Linked DNA regions of Danio rerio: region 1 is linked to region 2. A link is a contact called in public HiCAR-type data. All regions are on one chromosome and are shown on one strand. The core of a region is the stretch at or near the end of the contact, and the rest is flanking DNA. Distances in the headings are between cores, read along the strand shown.

Evidence for each region. HiCAR-type assays count read pairs that join an accessible place to other places.
Region 1: a contact with region 2 is called in a HiCAR-type map of caudal fin, with 3 times the contacts expected there. The contact joins the promoter of plcd3a here to the promoter of nmt1a in region 2. A contact is called at or near these places in 3 of 18 Hi-C or Micro-C datasets (caudal fin, hematopoietic stem cells and an unstated tissue) and 1 of 4 datasets of contacts at active chromatin or transcription factors (caudal fin).

What each region holds. Positions count from the first base shown.
Region 1 is chr3:38,247,255-38,251,937 of GRCz12tu, reverse strand. It overlaps plcd3a (phospholipase C, delta 3a), which reads left to right and starts at 1,614. Exons shown (of 15, transcript NM_001099423.1): 1 at 1,614-2,085. The coding sequence starts at 1,998.
Region 2 is chr3:38,201,976-38,206,952 of GRCz12tu, reverse strand. nmt1a (N-myristoyltransferase 1a) reads left to right here and starts at 2,306. Exons shown (of 12, transcript NM_001020480.1): 1 at 2,306-2,425. The coding sequence starts at 2,316. It overlaps plcd3a (phospholipase C, delta 3a), which reads left to right. Exons shown (of 15, transcript NM_001099423.1): 15 at 1-1,890. LOC141381252 (a long non-coding RNA gene) reads right to left here and starts at 2,553. Exons shown (of 2, transcript XR_012401145.1): 1 at 2,081-2,553.

The DNA of each region.
Region 1 (4,683 bases), core at 365-2,864, 46 kb before region 2:
GACTCAGTTGGTGTTTCTGTGTGGAGTTTGCATGTTCTCCCTGCCTTCTAGTGGGTTTCCTCCGGGTGCTCATGTTTCCCCCACAGTCATGCGGTACAGGTGAATTGGGTAGGCTAAATTGCCTGTAGTGAATGAGTGTGTGTAGATGTTTCCCAGAGATGGGTTGTGGCTGGAAGGGCATCCGCTGCGTAAAAACTTGCTAGATGAGTTGGCGGTTCATTCCGCTGTGGCGACCCCGTATTAATAAAGGGACTAAGCCGACAAGAAAATGAATAAATGAACATTTTCAAGTCTTTTAATAGTTTTTACTAATCTTTTAGTACTTTTACTATGTGTGCACAATGATGGCATTTCATCTGTAAACACAATATTTTGTTCTTGTAGCTTACATGTTCATGTCACAAAGTTTCATAAACATGGATGTTCATAATTGGGCCTCAGTTAAAGACACTTTGACTTGAAATACCTTCTTTTTTGGTATTTATGAGTTGGTGTGGACATTCAGAACCATGTAGTAACATTTTGTTTTTATGTTTGTAAATTAAAGTCAGAATGTAGAATAAGTCAAATAAATTCTTTGAATTTTGAGTAGAATCAGTAAAGACACTTTTTGAGTAGAATCTTTATTGAGTTTGCTGTAAAAAATTACATGAAAATTCTTGTAAAGAAGTATGAGACTTACAATCTTGATTCTGGTTCTTGATATCTCTTAATTTTACCATTCAAAAGTGCAAGATTAGGATTTGTTTGTTTGGTTCTTAATTTTGTTAAAGAAAAACTACAACAAAGTTGGGGTTGCCACAGCGGAATGAACTGCCAACTTATCCAGCATATGTTTTACGCAGCGGATGCCCTTCAAGCCGCAACCCAAAGCTGGGAAATACCAATACACACTTATTCACACACAAACTCATCATGAAACACTAATCTGTGCAAAATGTAAAATAAAGCATAAAACAAGAGAAAATCTTACCAGCCAAAAATTGCTATCATTGGGTCAGGAAGTAAAACACAAATGTAAACTTTAGCAAAGAACTGAAAAATTTCAAACCAAAAATTCTGAATTTGAACACAAGACCAAAAAATATGTTATAGAATATGGAATATTCACTATCATTATGTCTCTAACATTCTAACATTAATGTCTAACATTCTTTAATATTTCTACCTTTTTGTTCAAGATAATGAAAGAAACTCAAGCACCTTGGAATTAAGTGGAGAATGAGTAAATAATGACAAAATTTGCATCCACATATAAGAATACTTACTAACGTAATACGTATATATATATATATATATATATATATATATATATATATATATATATATATATATATATATATATATATATATATATATATATATATATAATTATTATTATTATTATTCCATAGGAATATATGTCTGATGAGATTGAAGGAGTGAACTAAAATTCTCATTACCACGCGCATGTCCGTGAAACTTGAATATTCATATCCGCCCACTGACACCGAAAATCTCAGAAACCAAAAAACTCGTAACACCTTCATGAATAAACCCAACAGGCGGAGTCCAAACAAGTCACAAGCCTGTGACAAGTTCATGTCCTGCATTTAAACTTTTTTATCGCAACAGTTTCTATATTTTGTGACACCCGATCATCGACGGAGAGCTAGATTATACAGCCTAAAAATAAAACTAACCACACAATTACACCATCTGCTTCTGTATTCAGATAGTTTGCTGAGGCTGTGATATGGTGAAAGTGTCAGAGAGCGGGTGAATGACTGCTCAGCTGCAGAGGAATGAATATCTACTCAAGTTTCTCGCACTGCGTGTTTAGAAACGTCAAGTGTTGCGACAGGCGTCACACTAGCAGCCGTGCACAGATTCACATACACTGACCGACCGACTGACAGACAGACACACTGCAGCGATACTTCTGGACTTCTTCACGTTTAATTCTCGGTTCAAGACGGTTTTAAGCCGTACTGCCTGGAACCAGGGGATTATTCAACATGCTGGGGAGAAAGAAGAATCCCGAGACCGTTCAGACTGAGTCCAAATCGGTGGAGTCGAAAACTCACGATCCGCTGCGGAGGCTTGGTGAGTTTTGTCTTACTTCAGGACAAGTGTGTTTTTAAAAGTTACTTGAAGTACTTTTTTTTTTAACCACACATAAAGTAAACGCAGTCACAGCCATTAACTTGTTTTCTACTCTAATAATGTGAAATGTCAAATAAATGAATCAATACATTTGTTTTCTTTGACTGTGTACTTTGGATGATGTGTGAATTGATTTAGCCTACATGATATATGTTATGAATTGAGTTATTAGTGTGAAGTTTTGGTGTGTTCTTTGGTTGTTTTTGACCTGTTTTTGGGAAAGATTGTGCTATAAATGCATCATTTTATTCAAGGACTCATGCAAAATGATGGTATAGTTTGTTTAAATGTTTACTATGAGGCAACATTTGTTTTGGTTTCTTTTTGGAGGCGGTTGTGGTTCGGTTGATTCTACCTGCAGCACTTTAATGTTCATTATAATTCACTTTAAAAACTAAAACACGTTTTCAGAATAGGATTTAATCCTGTTGTATTGTAATAATTCACAATATAAAGTAAAAATTATATTTTAATTAAGTCAGTGTTTGTTGTTATTGTAATTTATTAAATTAAATATTTTAACATTTTAATTTAAACTAATGTGACATTCAGCTTTATTAAAGTACAGTAAGGACATATGAATAATCATGAATATGAAGCTATCTATTTTCTTTATAGCTTACATGCCTTTTGAAAACTTGTTGCTGTGTTGAAAACGTAATGTCAGTCTACACAATATTGCACATTTAAAAATTATTTCCAACAAACTGCAATCATGTACTGTATGTGATACAGTATTATATGTTTTACTAATGTTTAAAGAGGTCTACCATATTTTTTTTCTTATAATCAACATTATGCTGCACAATATATCATTTCAGTACCGATATCAAAACATGAGCATTCGCAATAGACAAAACGCAGAATATGCAATGTTGAGTCTGCATTATAAATGATCGTTTTGCAAGTGTTTTTTAAGGCCTGTGACAGTATGAGGATTTTAAAAGCATTCAGACATAAACTGTTCCATTTGTAACTTCATAAAATGTATAACAATTATTTTTATTGACTATGCAGTATTATTATACATTATTTAAATACTGTATACAGTTAGAGAGAAAAGAATAAAGCAGTGTTTATTTAATTTATAATTTTTTTTTATTATTTATGCTTGTACATTGTTTGGTATATTTTATGCAAATGCACTCATCCAGAATTATCAATCTTTAATTATAAATTATTTCCAAGTAGTTATGCAAGTCATCTGGTAAAATTGTATTTATATAGCAATATCTATTACAGAATAAATAAATCACACAATGTTAGATTTTTCCTAAATCGTGCAGCCCTAATTAACATACCCTGTTTGTAACCACATCTCCACACTCTTACCACACACTTATTTTTCCCCACTCATGTTTACCTCTCATCTCTGCCCTTCAGCAACATGATGACTGCATCTGAGATCACCACTACCTACACATTACCTTTTATTATCAACTTTTTAATTGCAAATACCTAAGATGTTATTATAAGCAATAAGCTGATATTTGCAACCAGCAGGTCATGTTAGTATCAGATGAAACCTTTATGCACCATGCTTTTGATGAGAAGGTGGAGAGGTAAAACTATTTAAAACATGGCTAATAAATATCATGTGTTGTACAGTGCTCAGCATATATAGGTACACCCCTCACACAGAAATCTCTCTTTTAAATTCATATTTTAATAGGAAGCTATACAATATTATATTTGTGCATATACATTAGATAAGTCAGTACTGAAGCCAAATCTGGAGCTCATTTAACAAAATAACTTGTGATAATGGTCCAAAAACTAGCACACCCAAATTTATGTTATAGAAAAATATTAAATACAAAATTTTAAAAAAGAGAAGGAAAAAAAAGTTTAGTTGAAATGTTGTAGGTTGTTATTTATTTTTGCAATATTTAGTTAGAATTTAATTATATTATCTTTCAATTTCTAAATATGTTTGGTGACTAAAATATAATTTTAATAAATATATCTGTTTAATAAATCTGTTTTGTTTAAATGAACCAAATACATTGCCTATATCATATGTTCATCCATAGTCGTTCATTTTCTTTCGGCTTACTTCCTTAGTCTCTGCTTTCCTTCCCTAGTCTTTGAATTATGAGAGGTCACCACCGCAGAATGAACCACCAACTATTTGATTTATGCAGTTGATGCCCTTCCAGTCACAACCCAGTTCTGGGAAACACCCACACACTCCCTCATTCACACACACACTCATACACTAAGGGCAATTTAGTTTATTCACAGTGTTTGGACTGTGGGGGAAACCGGAGCACCAGGAGGATGGGAACACATGGAGAACATGCAAACTCCACTCAAAAATATCAACTGGTCCAGTAGGGACTCGAACAAACAACCTTCCTGATGTGAGGTGACTGAGCCACCGTGTAGCCCCTATATCATATGTTTTATATATATATATATATATATATATATATATATATATATATATATATATATATATATATATATATATATATATATATATATATATATATATATATATATATATATATCATTATGAAATCATTTAAATCAATA
Region 2 (4,977 bases), core at 1,057-3,556:
CTGGAATTTTCATACATCTTTTCTCTGTTAAATAAAAAGTTTATCCTACTCAGTTACGTGCATATGTTTTTTATGTGCACTTTCAAAATTTATGCGCTTCATGGTGGTTTCATCAACCATTTTTTATGAGCATCTCCAAGATGCGCATAAAAATAGGTGGAAGGAAACATAGCTACAGAACATTTTTGAATTTGACTTAAACTCTGGATTATTAAAAGTATGCAGTATTCACTGAATTAAAGCTTCAGCATGTGATGTCAACAGACACGCAGGTACGCTTACATTCTCGTGTTTTTTTTCTTTTGGCAGTGAAAACCTTAAAATATTTTGTCATTTTGGTCATAAAGATCAAAGAAAGACATTGTTCAAAACAGTAACTTTTTTTCCACAAATTCCACAAAACTTTGCTTGTTTTTGTAAAGTTTGCCTTTACATAATTGTATATTGTGTATATTTATTGTGTATAAATACACACATCCATGTATGTGAATATACAAGTATAGAAAGTGTTTATTTATATATATTTATAATTCTATCTAAATGTTAATCTATATGTAAATATTTTTAATCATGTACATGTATGTGTGTGCACAGCACACACATACTTTTATTTTGTTTGCAGTTAGCCACATTTTATCCTTAAACAACACTATAGCGTACTGTTACTTCAGTTCACAACCCCTTCTGACCATTACACCACCGGTAGACTGCAAGTCTGAATGCTGGCAAAGTTATGCGCATGCCTAATGAGCGTCAGTAATCATGCATCATGCGTTTTAGGCTGTACACGGTTTTAAAATGAGAACACACTAGTGTAAACGTGCCTTAAAGTAGTGTTAAGACTTATGTGAACACAGAAATTAGTCTTTTGTCATTTTGTGAGTTCATATACTTAATTATTATTTGACAAAAATTAAAAAAAGAGATTTTGAGGAGACATTGAAAGCTTGGAAAGTGTCAGGATTGTTTAGTAAGGGTCATGACTGGTTTATTTTTGTATGCAAGTATGTTTTCATTGATTTAAACAACATCAGTAACTCAGCAGAATAATCAGATTATTCTATAAAGTAATTTAGCTAGATACTTTAAATAACAACATCCAATTATGAAGTCTGTGTTTAACAGTGGTTGAAAAAACAGAAGGGTTTATCATTAAACTACAGCATTAACAATGCATTACAAGCATTAGCAAAGTCCGTTATCCTAAGATCTCCAAAACTGGTCAAATTATATTTGTCTAGTGCTAATTTGATGATTTAGAGGCAACTATAGCACTTGCCATTCTATACGTCATTTAATGGCAGGTTTGTTAAATTATGGTAACTCATGGTTCAGATAATAAAGATCTGTATTTTGTACTAGGCTATAATATTTAATTAAATGTTATAATATGATATTAACTGTTTCTCTACAAACAAGTTTAATTGTAAATGTTCAGTTTCTTAGTAGAAACCAGATCATCTTTTGATCTTAATGTCTTGTTGTTCATACAGTACTGTATATGTGTGTGTGAATGTGAATTTATTTTTTAGGAAAACACAATTTTTCTAGACTATTTTGAAATAGATAATCAGTAAATTAATTGACTCAATGTTTAGTATTTACTTTGTATTATCAGCAGCAGACAACATTACCTCTTAAGAAAAAAAAACTAATTCATTTGATTTCTTTTTGCTTGGGTAGTTTTAAAAATGTGGAAATCTGTGAATTAATCCTGATTGTGCTTTTTAATTGTTTTTATTGGTATTGCAAAGATGTAGTGCCTTTTAAAAGCATGCCTACGTTTTATAAATGTGCAAAGCTAATTGTACCAAATGTGTGTTTTATTTACTGCTAAAATGTTGCATCTTTGTTGTAGAAATAGACATTAAAAAGACAACCGAATTTACAGTAAGGTTTACAATTGTGCACTGTTAAAATTGACAAACAGATAGATGTCGATAGACAGACATAGAAAGACAGACTGACAGACATATAACGTTAGACAGACAATGAAAACGAAAACAGTTAATGAAAACGAAATTAACGTTAAATGAAAACCGATAGTTCCACTCCTTATTTGTGCTAACAGCTAACTTACACCCATCCGCATTTATGTTAGGGTAAAATGTACACAACTGGTTCTTGCTCCTGGCGTTCATTCCTCTTTGGTGACCCCTGATAAAAGAGGGTGAAAAGCCGAAATCGAGTGACTGAGTTGGGTTACTTGGGGCTCATTGCTATAAACTACGCATACCGTCGGGCTTTGCGGCAGTCCACCAATGGTTTTGCGGGGTGTGAGAGCGCAGGGCGAGATCCTCACTTCCTGGTTAAACATGGCGGATGAGAATGAGACAGCACCGCTGCCAGAGAAAGAAGAGGAGGTAGAAGAGGATCATGGACACTGCAGCAATTGTGAAAATGAAGAGCATCACTCCGATGACGGGTGAGCGTGCATGTATTTTATTGTTAGCTCTCAAATGTAAATTAGTCCTCCTCACGTTACGAAAAGACAGGGCCCTTGTTCGGCCAAGCTGAGGCACGCGTACAGCATGTCGGCCCGCCTCCTGGTCCAACGCTATTGGTTCACTGCCTTTATTGACAGACGGTTCTCGAACACGATTGGGCCAGGCGCCGTCAATCATGCATGAGGACGGTTCGGTATAGCCAGGTTTCATAGGATCTTTGGCATTTGTATGAGGTGTATAAACAGCCTACTCAAAATTTCGTGCATAAAAACGAATAAACTGTTATATTCAAAGCTGCCATTTATAAACTGTACAATATGTATAGATCGCCTCTAAAAATTGCGTTCAAACATAATCCTGCAGGCCTTTATCACCACTAGGTATTATCATGTAAAATGGATTTACTGTCACTAACCCTTGGCTTGGCGTGATTTAGTTAGCCTGACGGCTGCTAGTAGCATCGTTAAACTTTTTTATTAAAGGTTCATGGTTTCCCAACATCCAGGCGTGTTCAGTGAAGGAGTTTCTCTTTCAGTAGCAAACAGCTCATCTGCTCAAACAAATAAACAAAACAGAATAAAAATTACGTGCGTTAATAAATCTTATGCAGTTGCTCAAGGTCGTGTACAGGAACATTCTCGAATGAATCAGACACAAGAAGTAGTGAGATATTGAGTTATAGTGAAGTGATGTGTGCCGAAGATCACGTAACGCTATCCGTTCAGTCATTATGCGCTTAATTTAAATAATCTGGGGTTTCTGGTGTTATATTGATGATATTTTTCATTACACATGCATTGTAGTTTAATTCATTGGTATTTAAATTAAGTCTTTGATCGGTTTGTTGTCTTATGAGGTACAATTGAAAGTGCATCGAGACCAAATAGGATACTGAATAAACATAAGACCTTGTGAACGCTATGAGGGATTTTGTAATACAGATGCCTCTTTCAGCAATGCTACTGCAGGCAAAACCATTATATTTTACTCTCCAGTGAGTTTTAGGTTCTGTTTTGTTTTAATATATTTTGTCTTCTTTCCGATTAGTGTAGCAAAACCATCCAAAATAGCTTTAAATGTCACAACTGGTCTGTAGAATAAATATGATATGTCTTAAAAACATTTTCTTAAAAACAAAGATTTTTACTGTCTAAAAATTCTAACAGTATTTTTATTAAGTTTATATATATATATATATATATATATATATATATATATATATATATATATATTTATAATTAGATTTCAGATTTTTGTTATGGAAATATTAGTAAATTTCTGCATATTTAATTGCAATAAAAGAAACGTGTTATACATTGTTTGGTTGTACATTGCAGGCTAATTTTTGGGCATCAAATAAAAGTAATAATTTTCTTCTTTTTAAATCAAATATTTTTAAGTGTTTTTCTCTATATTAACATCAAACTTTAGATGCAGTGAAATCTTAATAACTTGTTTCTGACGTCTCAACATTGTTAGCTGAAAAACAAACCTCCTCAGTCATAATTTACATCAATCATTTAAATCTACAATAAATTGCCCATTATGTTATAAAACATCCTGCTTTGCAGCTCACACTTATTGCTCTTTTAACAGGTATACGTGGCTGTTAAGGCAATAGTCACAGGGGTGCTAGTTTATTCGGCATCTTTGTGCAATAGTCCACATCCTCTCGAACATACAAAACATGCTTTTTCTGCAGGTCATGTGATGGACCATCTGTCCCCCATTAACAAATGTAGCTGTGGCAGTCACCTCTCTTCCTCCATGGACATTAATAGGATTAGTTGTGCGACTCTTTGTAAGTCGTCCCATTGCAGCTCGACTCTCGTGTAGTTCTAGTGTGAATTAAATTGCATAATGAGCTACTGTGAAAAAATGATGCATATTTCAGTCATTAGATTTTCTGTAATTTTGAATCTCAGATTCAGCGGAACCTTCAGTTTTTCCAGAACGAATATTTGTTTCTAATATAAAAACTGAGTTAACAGGTTTAATTAAACCAGATTTAGTTTACTCTAAAAATAGTGCTTTTAAAGTTGCCGTACAACGAAAACCTGGATATACCTAGGTGACGCTGAATAATAAGTACATGGAAATGACATACCGTGAGCCTCAAACATCATCCTCATTTTCTCATACAAATGTAAATCCTGTGATTGTAATATTCCTGTGAGGGAAGAAAAAACATGCCAACTGGAACAAAACACTGACAATCCACTCAGGGTCAATAAGGTAATATGCTTGCCCCAGCAGCATTTCATTGGTCATAAGGTTTCGTATTGAGATTACAATTATAAGCTTGTATTATACTTGCTATGTAAGTGTCAATTTTACTTTAAAAAGGGAACAGGCTTTAAGGAATATCTGTTTTGTTATGCAGTTCACAATGAGTCAGGATGAAAATGCAGGATATACGGATTGTAAATTAATTTAGTTCCACCCCGAAGACACATAAGGTCTATTAAATGTGTCATGTGTATTGGGAAATTTGCAACATATGCTTGTAATGAAGCAACAAACACATGTA